Regions from separate parts of the Ovis aries genome. Here region 1 is linked to region 2. The links are chromatin contacts, called in public Hi-C maps. All regions are on one chromosome and are shown on one strand. Each heading gives the region's core, a stretch centred on a gene start, on an enhancer-like site or on the middle of the called end of the contact. The rest is flanking DNA. Distances are from core to core; before and after follow the strand shown. Region 1 holds the start of RBM38 (RNA binding motif protein 38). Region 2 overlaps RBM38 (RNA binding motif protein 38).

The links. A called contact is a pair of places that touch in the nucleus more often than the background predicts.
Region 1: a contact with region 2 is called in a Hi-C map of muscle, with 1.9 times the contacts expected there. The contact joins the promoter of RBM38 here to the enhancer-like site in region 2. A contact is called at or near these places in 6 of 16 Hi-C or Micro-C datasets (blood, liver, muscle and 1 more).

What each region holds. Positions count from the first base shown.
Region 1 is chr13:58,433,742-58,436,441 of ARS-UI_Ramb_v3.0, forward strand. RBM38 (RNA binding motif protein 38) reads right to left here and starts at 1,281. Exons shown (of 4, transcript XM_060396987.1): 1 at 862-1,281; 2 at 1-98. The coding sequence starts at 1,098.
Region 2 is chr13:58,395,963-58,398,662 of ARS-UI_Ramb_v3.0, forward strand. It overlaps RBM38 (RNA binding motif protein 38), which reads right to left. Exons shown (of 4, transcript XM_060396987.1): 4 at 2,480-2,700. Among named protein-coding and RNA genes, the nearest start is that of RBM38, 38 kb to the right of the region's middle. Within about 2 kb of position 1,354, at least 5 of the 54 cell types and tissues checked have an H3K27ac peak or open chromatin away from gene starts, as enhancers often do.

The DNA of each region.
Region 1 (2,700 bases), core at 31-2,530, 38 kb after region 2:
CCCAGATAGGCCAAGTTCACGTTCGCCTTGCGACCATCGATGTTGGGGTTAGGGTCTTTGCAAGCCCTCTCTGCGGCTGCCCGGTCGGCCATGGTCACCTGGAAGAGCACAGAGGCATCAGGGGCTTCCCCAGAAGGTGGGGGAAGCAGAGAGTGGGCTCTAGAGCCCAGGCACCCCGGCATTCACTTCTCCTGACTCCAGGTGCCCGCTACCCAAGGCATCCGCCCAGCCCCCGTCCAGCCTAGGGCCCCCACCCCAAAGCTGCCCTTGGACCCCAGCTCCTCCCTCCGAGTTCAAGCGCTAAGAAACGCGGCCTTGAAGGGCAAAAACAATCCCCGGGGACGACAGCGAAACCCGAAGGGAGGGAGGGGTCCTGGCCTGGCCTACCCGGCCCGTGGGGACCACCAGTTTCCTCACGGGAGGGGTTTGGGGACACCCTAGTTAGAAAAGGAGTAAGAGAAGTGTCTTCAGGCCGACTCTTCAACCGACTCAGGTTGTTTGGGGTGTCTGGGAGTTGCTGGAAAATAAAACACGGGTTGCTCAAAGGCTCCTAGGTGCCCCAGGGTGAAGCCCTGTTCCTCGCTCGCCTGTTGCTCCAGGAAGTGCCGAAAAGTAGCCGGCTGTCCCCAAAACCTCTCCACAAACTTAGAAGAGTTCTAATTGAACAGAGCGGCTCTCCCTTTTAAAGCCGGCGTGGCGTGGGGGCAGGGAGACGGGGTCAGGACCGGCTGCAGCCCGAGAACGGTCAGCAGGTGCCGAGCCGGCGGGAGGCGCCCGGGGCTGGCGTGCGCCCGCCGCTTGACTCAGCGCCCCGGCCGCGATAAGTGCGGGGCGGGAGCGTCCGGCCGCGGGGCCACTTACGAAGCCGTATCCGCGAGACTTGCCCGTCTGGCGGTCGGTGATGACCACGGCCTCCTCGATGTCCCCGAAGCCCTCGAAGTACTTCCTGAGCGAGGCGTCGGTGGTATGGTAGGGCAGGCCGCCCACGAAAATCTTGGTGAACGTGGTGTCCTTCTGCGAGCCGTGCATGGCGCCGGGGGCGGCCGGGGGCCGCGAGAAGCCCGCGCTCGGGGCGCACGGCGCGGGCTGCAGCAGCATGGGGGGCGCCCCGCCGCCTACGGACCCGGGCCGCGTGGGGCTGCGCTCATTGAGGGCGGTGGGGGGGCGAGCGGGGCAGCAGGGGCGCCGGTCTAGCCGCCAGGCCCGTCCACGCGCGGGCCGCTCCCGCCGTGCGCGCCTCACTGCGCTGCGCTGCGCTCCAGCCGGCGTTGCGGGCACCCTGCGCCTCAGCGCCTGCCCCGCGGGCTTTGTAGTCGGCCCCGCCCTGGCCCCGCCCCCGGCCCGCCCAGGCCCCTCCCTATAAAGCCGGCCCCGCCCCCAGCCTCAGCCCCGCCCCGCCCCGGGCGCGCGAGGAGCGCCGGGAAGCGTAGTCCAGGTCCTGCCCCACCGCGTCCCACGTGCGGTGGGGAAGCACTTGGAGCAGGGCGCGCACTTGCGGAGGGGGAACATCCGGGTTTTCTAGGGCACCTGTTCCGTGCTCGCTGGGTTCCAGGCCCCTCTCCTCGTATAGATCACAATCTAGCGAACCAGATGTACACGATTCAGATCGTGTTTAGTGAGTCGGCGTTTCTCCCAGTGCTGCCTCCAGTACAACAACGTATTGAAGGTGAAATGATTTTTGTCTTTACGCGCAGGTGCTAAGTAGTTTCAGTAGTGTCCCAGTCTTTGTGACCGCCACGGACTATACCCTGCCAGGTTCCTCTGTCCTTGGAATTCTCTAGGCAAGAATACTGGAGTGGGTTGCCATGCCCTCCTCCAGGAGATCTTTTCAATCCACAGACTGTACCCTCATCTCTTATGTCTTCTGCACCGGCAGGCAGGTTCTTTACCACTAGAGCCACCTGGGAAGCCCCGTTTGTTGAGAATGTATGTGTGTATGCGTGCATGCGTGTGTGTGTGTCTGTGGTCTATATACATGAATATAATTAGTTCGAGGAATTTTAGAGTGTGGGTGTGTGATCTATATACACGAATATAATTGATTCGAGGAATATTTATTAGGGTGTGGGGGATGCAGAAATGCACAGAACACACTCTAGCCCCACCAAGCCGCTATGAACAAGACAAATAAACGGGTTCAGTTCAGTTGCTCAGTCGTGTCCGACTCTTTGCAACCCCATCGACTGCAGCATGCTGGGCTTCCCTGTCCATCACCAACTCCCAGAACTTGCTCAAACTCATGTCCATTGAGTCGGTGATGCCATCCAACCATCTCATCCTGTGTCGTCCCCTTTTCCTCCTGCCTTTGCTCTTTCCCAGCATCAGTCTTTTCCAATGAGTCAGTTCTTTGCATCAGATAGCCAAAGTACTGGAGTTTCAGCTTCAGCATCAGTCCTCCCAAGGAATATTCAGGACTGATTTCCTTCAGGCTTGACTGGTTCGATCTCCTTGCAGCCCAAGGGACTCTCAAGAGTCTTCTCCAACACCACAGTTCAAAAGCATCAATTCTTTGGCACTCAGCTTTCTTTATAGTCCCAACTCTCTCCCATCCATACGTGACTTACTGGAAAAACTATAGCTTTGACTAGACAGGCCTTTGTCAGCAAAGTAATGTCTCTGATTTTTAACTATACAATATATTACCCATTAGGAAATAAATCAGGGCACTGCCATCCAGGAATGGCCAGAGTGGTCCCTGAA
Region 2 (2,700 bases), core at 104-2,603:
TGCGGCCATGGCCGCTTACTACCACATGGGGTCGCTGTTGAAGAGGGCTCTCCAACAGTCCTGTGGACACTTGTCCACTTTGCAATGACGCCTGAGCTTGATGGACCTTTGCCTGGGTCTTGGAGGTCACCCACACTTGGGACTCAAGTTTATAGCTCTCGTGGGTCACTCTTATACACTCAGAACAGAATGGAAAGTCACCTACCCACCTGAGTCCTGATCCCAGCCCCTCACAGGAGGCCCCTGGGAGGACTGGATCATAGCACTGCCCCTAGGGTGACAGAGAGGGGACTGGAGCCCCAAAGAGTAATTTTTCCAAAATCACTTGGCCAGGGGGCACCCAATTCAAGCTGAACACCCCATCCAGTCCTCTCAGCACTTTTGTTTTTAGAGGCTGCCAGTGAAACTCCTGGGTTTCCCAGGTGTCTCAGTGGTAAAGAATCTACCTGCCAAGCAGGAGACAGGCTCAATCCCCGGGTCAGGAAGATCCCCTGGAGAGAAGAATGGCAACCAGTATTCTTGCCTGGGAAATTTTATGGACAGAGGAGCCTGGCAGGCTACAGTTAGTGGGGTCACAAAAGAGTTGGACACGACTTAGCAACTAAACAACAAAAAGTGAAACTCCTGTTTCTCAGCCCGTGAGACTCTGCAGGAAATGACCCCTGTCTTCCTCCCGGGCTTCATCTCACTTCCTCACCCACATTCAAAATCCTTTCCCACCTACCTTTGCACCTGCCTCCCTCTCCCTAAATATCCCCCCAAGATCTCCCCCATCACTCAAGTCTCTGCTCAGTGGGCCCCTTTCAAGCTCCTCCTCAACAAGGCCCTTGTCACCATGAGACATTATCCTGTCCTGTCCACTCTGCAGGACACCACTCTGATGCTGGCCACCTCTTCTCCTCCGCTGTCCCCCCGGCCACTCACTACTATGTTGTCCCCCAGACTCAAGCCCGTGAACATTCTCTGTGGTGAGACCAGCCTGGGCACTGAGGGCTGTGTGGCAGCTCCCCTAGCCTCTTTTGAGATTCCAGGAGCACCCCCTGCCCAGCGATGACAACCAAAGATACCTCCAGACATTGCCTGATATCCCCTGGGGTAGGGGTGCTGCAGGGGGTCAGGGGGGAGAAGGGGAGAGCCTGTCCAGAAGCCGGAGGAATCCCCATCCTGGGCCTGGGAGCCTGAGCATCCCCCCTACACAACCGCAGCCCTGCAGGCTCCTGGGGTTCTTGAGAAGCAGCGTGGAAACCCCTCTGCAAGGCCAGAAGGGAAGCAGCCGCAGGCCCAGCCACACCCAGCCAGGGAGGGTAGGCCGGGGGCTAATTATAGCAGGCAGGTTGTGAGAGGTCTTCTCCGGGAAGAGGAAGTGGCGCTCTGATTAACCCTGGGGTTGGTTCACCCCAAGTTGAGACAGTCCCCGTGGGGAGAGGAAGTGTGGTGAAATGAATTCAGCCTCCGGGGCCCAGGCAGCACCAACAAGCCAGGCAGCTCTGGTGGGGAAAGCCGGAACGTGGCTCTGTGGCGCACAGGCCAGGTCTGTTGCAGAAGCCTTCAACTCTCCAGACCTTGGTTTTAAAAGAAAAGGGGCTGGGCCAGATTTGACTTTTGAAGTGGGCCTCTTGTTTCAGGGCATGGGCTTCTGAGTCAGGAGCTCACTGAGCCTCAGTGTCCTCATCTGCAGAATGGGTCGATGGGAACCATGTCTTTCACAGTCTTTGGAGGATTCATGGAGCTGATCCGTGCTCTGGCAGGCCTGGGCCAGAGCCTGATATAGGATAGGGGCTCAGCAGATGTTCCATGTCATCAGAATGGCGACACAATCAGTAGGGCCCAGTCAAAATGAAAATGTGGGCCCCTCGTTCAAAAGTTGCTAAGAACTTCAAGACAGAGAAAGCAGAGTGTTAAGCCTGGTGTGGGGCCCCTCTGAGCCCTGTATGGCTGCCTGGGCCACAGGCCTGTGAACTGGGGCAGCTGTGGGGATGGGAGTGAGGTGAGGGTAGGGAAAGCCTCCTGACCAGGGTGGACCCCTCTCCAAGACTGTCATCAGAGGACCTCACCTGGAACGCATAAAATCAGAGTGCTGCGCGCTGTATGAGACCCCTCACATGCAGGCTATGTAAACGGCGCACACAAAGCAACACTGCAAGTTAACTGTCACCATAAATATGGGGGCTTCCCAGGTGGCGCAAGCAGTGAACAACCCACTGGCCAGTGCAGCAGACAGAAGACGTGGGTTCAGTCCCCGGGTCGGGAAGATCCCCTGGAGGAGGGCACGGCAGTCCACTCCAGTATCTTGCCTGGAGAATCCCCATGGACAGAGGAGCTTGGTGGACTACAGTCCATGGGGTTGCATGGAGTCAGACATGACTGAAGCGACTTAGCATGCATGCATAAATATGTAGGGAAAAGCCTAGGCAGGAGGTTGCAGCCCCCACTCCCACTGAGGTTGGCTGTGGGTGGAACATGGGAGTCACAGCTGAACTGAGCTGTAATCTGTAACATTTTATTTCTTCAAAAGAAAACGGATTAGTGACAAATATGACAAAATCTTCACATCTCATTGTGTGTCCTGTTTAATCCTGGGGAGTTGTACTAGGAGCTTATTCTCTGTATATTTTCATTTTTAAAAAGTAGGCTTCCCTGCTTTAAAAACCTTAAAAGCATTCGATGAGGAAATAACTAGCCTTTGACTAAGGCTCCTGA